Linked DNA regions of Sus scrofa: region 2 is linked to region 1. Evidence: chromatin contacts called from public HiChIP or PLAC-seq data. All regions are on one chromosome and are shown on one strand. The core of a region is the stretch at or near the end of the contact, and the rest is flanking DNA. Distances in the headings are between cores, read along the strand shown. Region 1 overlaps TOMM40 (translocase of outer mitochondrial membrane 40). Region 2 overlaps PPP1R37 (protein phosphatase 1 regulatory subunit 37).

Region 1 (4,065 bases), core at 679-3,178:
GAACCTGTGGCCTGGTGCTGCAGAGATGCTGGCGATTCCGTTGCACCATAGCAGGAACTCCAAACTCCCTAATAGTTTTCAGGAAGGAGTTTTTCAAGGCAGACCTGAGGGGAGGGCTACAGGGCATGCGCCTTTCTTCGGGTTGGTCGGTGGACTGGAATAGAGTGGTACACCCGGAATCTGTGCTCAGCCTGAAGGTACCCACCTCCCAGGGGTGGGGGCCCTCGTCCCTATGGAGGAGCTCAAAGGCGCGTATGGTTGGCGTGCACCTGAGGAGGTTCTGAGACTCCGCCTTATCGTGGCAGCTGATTGACTGCCTTCCCTTTGTTTTCGCTTTGCCTCGCTTTTCCATTTAGTAGAATTTGGAGGTCTAGGAGGCTGAAACCTTTTTCCTACATACAAGAAAAAAAGGTGGAGTTCCCGTTGTGGCTCAGCAGGTTAAGAACCTGATTAGCATCCACAAGGGTGCAGGTTCTATCCCTGGCCCCGCTCAGTGGGTTAAGGATCTGGCATTGCCACAAGCTGTGGTATAAGGTCACAGACGTGGCCCTGATCCCGTGTTACTGTGGCTGTGGTGTAGGCCGGCAGCTATAGCTCCAGTTCGACCCCTAGCTTGGGAACTTCCATGTGCCGCGGGTGGGCCCCTAAAAAGAAAAGGGGGAAAGGCTTTTTGGACCTGGGAGGGCCCCATGGGGTCCTGCTAGGTTGTACCCTCACGCCTGCCCCTCCCCCTCCCTCCCAGACCCAGCAGTCGAAGTTTGTGAACTGGCAGGTGGATGGGGAGTACCGGGGCTCCGACTTCACGGCAGCCGTTACCCTGGGGAACCCAGATGTCCTGGTGGGTTCAGGTAAGAGGCACAGGGCCTGGAGGATGGCTCGAATCCCAGTCCCAGCTTCACCAACAAATCCATTTCTCGTACTCCCCCGCCCCTTCCTGCCGTCCAAGAAATGGCCTGAGACAGGTGTGACTTCAGAACATCAAACTGCACAACTCAGATTTGGCTGGAATCCAGCCAAAACCCAGGCTGGGGCTCAGAACCACTGTGTTGTTTGTTTGTTTCATTAGAATGGCGTGTGTGGTCTCAGGACCTACTGCGAGGTTCAGGTTCTCTCTGTCTCTACACAGAGGAATTCAGCAAGACGCCAAGTGATGGCTGAGAAATAGATTCATGGAGAGAGATACACAGAGAAGGCCCTGGAAGATCCGCATTCCGCCAACAGAATGCGGTCCATCGCAAAGGGCCAGAGAGCCGCCCTGACAGCAACACCCCTCTGACAGGGCGGGGGCCTCTCAGACCCACAGAAGTGGGGTGCTGGGTTTTCCGGGGCTGGGTCATTTCACAGGCTAACGAGCGCCAGCATTAGTCCAGCCACTGGGGGGAGGGGCGGGGATGTCCAGAAATTGGGTTGCGCCCACTTGGTCCCTTTGCTGGTTGGCTTTGGACCTGTCCTGGGACCCTTGGGCATGTCATTTGAGCATTAATGTAGGTCAGGATGGAAGGAGGGCCCAAGGTCCCTGGAGTCTTCCACCATCTAGGCCACAATTGGTTCCAGTGTGGTTGTGTGTCCTCAAGGGCCTTGTCATTCTTTTGAAGGTTGTGCCCTGCCCCCTTCCCGCCCTATTTCAGTCGCGTTGTGGATGAGAAAGCAGGTTCAGGCCCCAGCTCTGCCCCTGACCTGGCGCCACCGTGGGCACGTCCATCGCCTCCGAGGGCCTTGCTTTCCTCATCTGTGAAGTCAGGTTGCCTCACAGGGTCGTTGAGTAGGTCATGGGAGTTCACGTGCTTCCCACGGGATCAGGCACCCAATGGGTCCCCAGGAGCGGAGCTGCTCCCGCTATTACTTGCGGGGCCCTGGGGTTGGTCCAGGGCACAGGACAGCCCGCTCGGCAGGCGGGGCCCATGCAGTTGAAGGGAGGCGGGGAGGTGGCACGGGGCTGAGGAGGCAGTTTCCCGTCTGGGTTGCCTGGGCCAGGGCCTCCCACCCTCTCCACCCTGCTTCCCCTTTTCACGTCCCGTCCATGGGTGTCCGTCTTTGATGTCTCCGCATGCGCGGGGCGAGGCTTCCTCACTCACGTACCAGCTGTGTTCTCTCTCCAGAGGACACGGTTGTCAGCGGGGACAATCACGTCTGTCCTCTGGGAGCCTCTGTTCTAGTGAGCCACAGAAAGCGGCCCACAAGGGCCAGGGGCGATGGTGCTGGGGAGAAAGACGGCAGCCTCAGGAGGGGTGGCTGGGTGGGTGGGGTCTCTGCAGACCCCCATCCCAACGGGAAGGCTTCATTACATAGGCGGTGTTTAAAGGCAGACTGGAGGGTGTCAGGGAAGGGGCCCCGCAGACCTTCAGCCGGAAGGACCAGCAGGTGCCAAGGCCCTGAGGTGGGAGCCTTCACCGGCCCCTCCAGGAGGACTGCAGCTGGGATTGGTGCCAAAACTCCATCCGCAGATGCTGAATAGGAACGGAGAGTTGGGGTGAAGGAGGAGATGCCTTTATTGCTTTGCCAGGCAGAGGGGGCCCAGCAGGCTAATGCCTTAAAGCTGTGCTCCCCTTGGGAGTGATGAGAAGTGGTTTCATGGTTTGGGGAGTGGCAAATGGGCCGTAGGTAAGGAGCAGGGTTGAGGTGGCCTGTGCTGTTTCTCCAAGCCGGTGTGTGTCGGCCCTGGGACCAGTTCATTGGTCTTTCTCCTGCGTGAAGACTGCTTCATCCAGTAGCTCTTCCCTTTTGGGGGGTTTAGTTCTGCAGAAAGGCATATAGGTATCGTTCTGTACATTCCTTGAGGAGGAACCGGGACCTGCCCCTAGGCTGCCCTGCTCCTCCCTCGACTCCGCATCCCCTCCCCTCCCTGCGTATCAGCTGCCCTTTGGAACTCAGGGAAGGTCATGGAGGTGGAGGCTTATTCCCTGAGAACAAGAAACGGGGGACACAGAAAGGCTTGGATGCCCAGGAGCCCTCTTTCATCTGCCGTCCCTGCCGCTTGGAACTTTCTGGTCTTGCCGTGGCCAAATGAGTGCATGTCAGGCCGCGCAGCCAGCTCATGAGGCTTCAGAGATCCCCACTTCCTCGCCTGCCCCCCCACACCAGGACAGCATCTCTTCCCAGGCAGGAGGATGTGGCTGCCTCACCACTGTGTGCCTAGCGCCTGGAACCGTGCTGGGAACAGAGTATGCGCTCAGAGAAATCCTGAGCAGTGGCCACATCAGGCCCCGTCTATCACCCCACGCCCCCTTGTCAGGCCCTCAGCACCCCATGTGCGCATCCTTCATCCTGTCCTTCAGGCACTAGGGATCGAGCCATGAGGGTGCAGCAGGGAGGAGGACTCCGCAGGGGAGGCCCCGCCACCTTAGGCGCTGCTGTCTCCTCGCAGCCGCGCGGCTACTGCTGACCGTGGTTGTGCGCAGTTGCTCGGAGGGGAATCCAGAGACCAGAGAGGAGGGCAGGCCCCGGGGGGCAGGCCCAGAAGCTGGGGTGTAAGACGCTCTGGGGTCTCTTGGCACTGGGTCCCCGTCATGGCTGGAGACTCAAGTTGAAGTCCCTGTGTGACCTCTGAATGGTCACCTTTCTCTCTGGGGCCTCAGAGTCGCCCTCTGTTGAAGGAGGAGCTGCTCCTGGCTGGGGGTGTGCTGCTGATGGTTACAGCCGGCTCCAGGGGTCGGGCTGGTGTGGGGGGGGTATCTGTATCCTCTACTCACAGGGAGAAGAAAAGGACAGCTGCTCACTTGGGGCGGGGGGTGGGGGGAACCAGCTCCAGCCCACCCTAACCCCGCTAGTGGCAGCCCCTCCCGGATGTGCCTGCTCCCTCAGGCAGCCCCAGTCGTGCCTCGCATCTGCCTGGGAAGCATCTTCTGGAATCTGGGTTCACACCTCTTACTCGTGTCCCCAGGGCTTCCACCCAGTCCCACCCCAGCTCCGGGCGGTCCCGTTCCCGCCGTCCCTTCTGCTCCAGTCCTGCACACCGCTTGGCCAGCCGCGTGCTTCCCAAGCTGGCTCTCGCCTGTCCTGTCAGGCCAGGAACCTTCGGTTCCCCATCCCGCTCCATTTCTGATGATCTCCCTGTCTCTGCAGAGG
Region 2 (4,065 bases), core at 753-3,252, 190 kb after region 1:
CCACCGCAGGCCTTGGGACCGGCTCTGGCTGGTCCTGCAAGGGTCAGCTTCCCGTCTTCCACCAGTCACTGTGATAGGGGCTGTGTGGTCAGGGCCCCTTTGAGGCGGGGATCTGTGGGGAGTGGCAGTAACATAGGTGTCCCACTTGGGGTCATGAGGGAGCTGGGGGACCAGTGCGGTCTCCTTGGGGAAGGCGGGCGGGTAAGCAGGGCGCTTGGTGCTTTCCCAGGGCAAGGCAGCCTCAGCACAGGGGCACCTTGTACGTCTGACACGGCAGCTGCTGTGGGGCTGCTGGGGGCTCTAAGCTTTAGGCCCCCCACTTCCCTGTGCCTTTGAGGTTGGTTTGTTTTGCTTTTTAGGGCTGCACTGATGCATATGGAAGTTCCCAGGCTGGAGATGGACTCGGAGCTGCAGCCAAGCGTACGCCACAGCCACAGCAGCATGCAGTCCAAGCCTCATCTGTGGCCTACACCACAGCTCATGGCAACATTGGATCCTTAACCCATTGAGTGGGGCCAGGGATCAAACCTGCATCCTCGTGGATACTAGTCGGATTCTTTTTTTTTTTTTTTTTTTTGTATTTGGTCTTTTTAGGGCCACACTAGCAGCATGTGGAGGTTCCCAGGCTAGGGGTCTAATCAGAGCTATAGCCGTCGGCGTATGCCAGAGCCACAGCAATGCCAGATCTGAGCTGCATTTGCGACCTACACCACAGCTCATGGCAACGCTGGATCCTTAACCCACTGAATGAGGCCAGGGATTAAACCTGCAACCTCATGGATCCTAGTCAGATTCATTTCTGCTGCGCCACAATGGGAACTCCCTAGTCGGATTCTTAACCCACTGAGCCACAGCAGGAACTCCCCCTGTGCCTTTTCTTTTTTTTTTTTTTTTGTCTTTTTGCTATTTCTTTGGGCCGCTCCCGCGGCATATGGAGGTTCCCAGGCTAGGGGTCGAATCGGAGCTGTAGCCTCGGCCTACACCAGAGCCACAGCAACGCGGGATCTGAGCCACGTCTGCAACCTACACCACAGCTCACGGCAACGCCGGATCGTTAACCCACTGAGCAAGGGCAGGGACCGAACCCGCAACCTCATGGTTCCTAGTTGGATTCGTTAACCACTGCGCCATGACGGGAACTCCCCCCTGTGCCTTTTGAACACTGGCTTGGTCCCCTCTGAGCCAGCCTTCCAGGCCGAGGGTGTGAGCCCCAGGGGTCTGGGTAGGGAGGGTTGGTTCCACAGACCGTGAGGTGTGGGAGCACAAAAGCCTGAGGACCTTGCAGGAAAGAGCCTTGAGAGCCAGGGTCCTGTGTGGGCCTGGTCATCTGCCTGCCATGAGACTCTCGGTTTCCTTCCTGTCGAGTAGGGTGATGGCGATGGTGCCCCTCCCTTGCAGGGTGGGAAGGGCGTGACAGGCAGCCTCCTGAGGTAGGAGCTGCTGATGCGGTAGCCAGACTCTGGGAAGTCAAGGCCACGTGCAGTTAGCTAATGGAGGCAGGTAGAACCCAGGCCTGGCTCGGAGCTGCCCATGCGCTTAAACCTCACCTCTGGTGTGCCAGCCCTGACAGTCCCTGTTAGGGGATCCAGTGGGCTCTGCCCTCCCCAGCCCGGCTGTCCTATGGATTCAGTCCTCCCCAGAACTTGAGTGGCTCCCAGTGTGGCTCTGTACCCAGCCCCGGTGGCTCCTGTTTCAGAGAGCAAAGTTCTTGCTAAGGTCCCTGTGTCCCCCACCTCACCTCCTACCTCCACCCCTCCCACACATTCACCTCCTGATGCCCTGGGTCCTGCCAAGTCTGCTCCCACCGTGTCACACCTACCCCTCCCAGGGACCACTGCCCACTGCTCTGTTTGTATCTGTCTCATCTGTGTCCACAACTTGCTCTTGAAGCTCCAGCAGTGAGAGCTGGCTCCCTAACCCTGCCCCCCCCCCCCACCCCGTTGCTCCCTGGGTTTTGACTCCCACTTGAATGACTGTCTTTCCCACCAGCTCTAGGCTGGCATGGCTGGCCTGAGTCATTGCTGCCCCCTGCTGCCCAACCTGTCCTTGCACCTCGTGGGTGCTTTTGCACCTGTGTGCAGAGGTGAGACAACCGTCTCTGCTGGTCATCTGATGCCTGGCATTGGGTTTCTCTCTGTCCCTTAGTGAGGGCTGTGGCAGGTGGTGCGGGGAGCAGGCTGTCTTTGCCCGCAGCCTCTTCCTGGGATGCTGGCGCCAGCTGCACACAGCTGCGTCCCTCCCCAAAGCTCACACCTTCCCTTGGCCCCAGCCAGAGTCCAGGGACCGCCATGGCCACTCTCTGCCCCTGGCCTCTGCCTCCCCCTCAGGCCTGTCAGGGTAGTGTGAAAATTAAGCCATGTTCCAATCTCAGAGCAAGACAGGGCTGGGTGTGTGTTCCAGCCCTGCCGCTCCTGGCTCCGCGACCTTGGACGCTCAGCTTGCTCTCTGAGTTTGCTGCTTCCCCTGTTAGAAGATGGGCGCGTCATGGCCAGTCTCCTAGGATCGCAGAGCTGGCCGAGCGAACTGCCTGGAATGCGCTCAGCATTGTGTCTTACGCAGAGGAGCTGCCCGACACGGGCAAGTGGTGACCACCAGTGTCATTGTCATCTTTTCCCCCAGCCGTGTCTCCTGCTGAGTCGGGCCAGGCGCTGGGCAGCTGCTTAGCGGGGCCCCCACAACCCTTATCTCCTGAGATCCTACAGATGTCCCTTTCCGAGCGGGGGAGAGGTCGTTGTGAGCATTAGCACAGCCTCACCGGATGAGAACTGGTCCTCTTCCTCAGAGCCACGACCTCTGCGCAGCCCAGCCCAGCGCACAGCCTTCTCCCTCCCGCCCGCACTGCCACCCCGCCTCCCTGCCAGCTGCCTGGAGCAGCCCCTGCCTCAGTGGGACCTTCAGAGCTGTGGCCTTGAGCTAAGCAGACACGCCCTGGCCTGAGACACAGACTCCACGTGTGTGTCCGCCAACCCTTCCGTCACTGACAGGTGCTTTGACAAGAGTGTCGTGGGTCCCTGCCTTCCAGTGGGGGAGGAATCATGACAGCCATCGCTGGTGTGGGCTGAGCCCTGAGCTGAGGGATGGGCTCATGCTCGGTCACCATGGTGACCCTGGTGGAGTCACACGAGTTTTCAGGATAAGGTGATTGAGGCACAGAGGTTAAGTCGCTTTACTGGGAGTCAAAGACTGGCTCCAGAGCCTGTGCCCCGAACCTGCCGAGAGACCCCAAGTATCAGGTGGGAGCACGAGATGCTGTCCGGGAAGGGCCTCCCCATGGCGCGGAGAGCAGGGCGGGGATCGGCAGGCTGCAGCGGGTCCTCACTGCTTTGCAGCCCTGCCCTTCAGAAGCAGCCCAGGCTCCAGCTTGGTTCTTGGACCTGTCAGCCCGGCCCACCCCAGTGTCCCATCACTGCGTTGCAGGAGCTGTCCGTGCTGCTGCGCCCTCCTCCCAGCCCCCGTTCCCTGTGAGCCTGGGGTCCAGCCGGGCTTACGTGAACGCACCCTGGAGGCCAGGGCCTCGAGCTCTGGGGCCTCGAGCTCTGAAGCCTCGGAGCTGCCGCAGCTCGTTGACTCTCCACGGCCCGGGGGGTTAGGTTCAGGCTGGAGCCGTTGGGAGTGGGCGGGATGACCCGAGGTGGAGGCCTTAATGATTTCACATCATCACAGATGGGTGAGTGTGTAGGGGCTGGTCCTGAGCCAGCCTGCCTGGGCCAGCTCTGCCAGCTTAGAGAGTGCCTGGGTGGCGCCTGGTGCAGTGGAAGTGCTGTATAAATGCTCTGTTATTTCTCCCGACCACCTGTACTGCCGTTTCCTTACCGTTTTTTTTTTTTTTTTTTAAGTTGGTTCGTTTAAAAATTTTGAATATGTTTCATCTCATTCAGTCCCGAGCGATAATATATGCAAAATGCTGGTTTTGATGTGCTAGTTCTCTTTTTTTAGTATACGAATGAAATATACACACGGAATGATTACTGCAGGGTCCTTCCCCAGCCACCTGATGCTCTCGCCTTTGCCCAGTGGTGACGGGCCAGGCCTGGGGACGTGATGCTGTTGGGGAGGTCGACTTGG

Evidence for each region. HiChIP or PLAC-seq counts read pairs in DNA pulled down with a chosen protein or histone mark.
Region 2: an H3K27ac HiChIP or PLAC-seq map of alveolar macrophages shows a contact between it and region 1. The contact joins two enhancer-like sites. A contact is called at or near these places in 2 of 5 promoter capture datasets (fetal liver and liver), 1 of 47 Hi-C or Micro-C datasets (liver) and 2 of 2 datasets of contacts at active chromatin or transcription factors (alveolar macrophages and skeletal muscle).

The regions. Positions count from the first base shown.
Region 1 is chr6:51,363,358-51,367,422 of Sscrofa11.1, forward strand. TOMM40 (translocase of outer mitochondrial membrane 40) reads left to right here. Exons shown (of 9, transcript NM_001315748.1): 5 at 743-848. Among named protein-coding and RNA genes, the nearest start is that of TOMM40, 5.2 kb to the left of the region's middle. Within about 2 kb of position 1,929, at least 14 of the 83 cell types and tissues checked have an H3K27ac peak or open chromatin away from gene starts, as enhancers often do. A contact at or near this core is called in alveolar macrophages, where this site is marked.
Region 2 is chr6:51,549,244-51,553,308 of Sscrofa11.1, forward strand. The region is part of intron 1 of PPP1R37 (protein phosphatase 1 regulatory subunit 37); the gene reads left to right. Among named protein-coding and RNA genes, the nearest start is that of NKPD1, 27 kb to the right of the region's middle. Within about 2 kb of position 2,003, at least 5 of the 83 cell types and tissues checked have an H3K27ac peak or open chromatin away from gene starts, as enhancers often do. A contact at or near this core is called in alveolar macrophages, where this site is marked.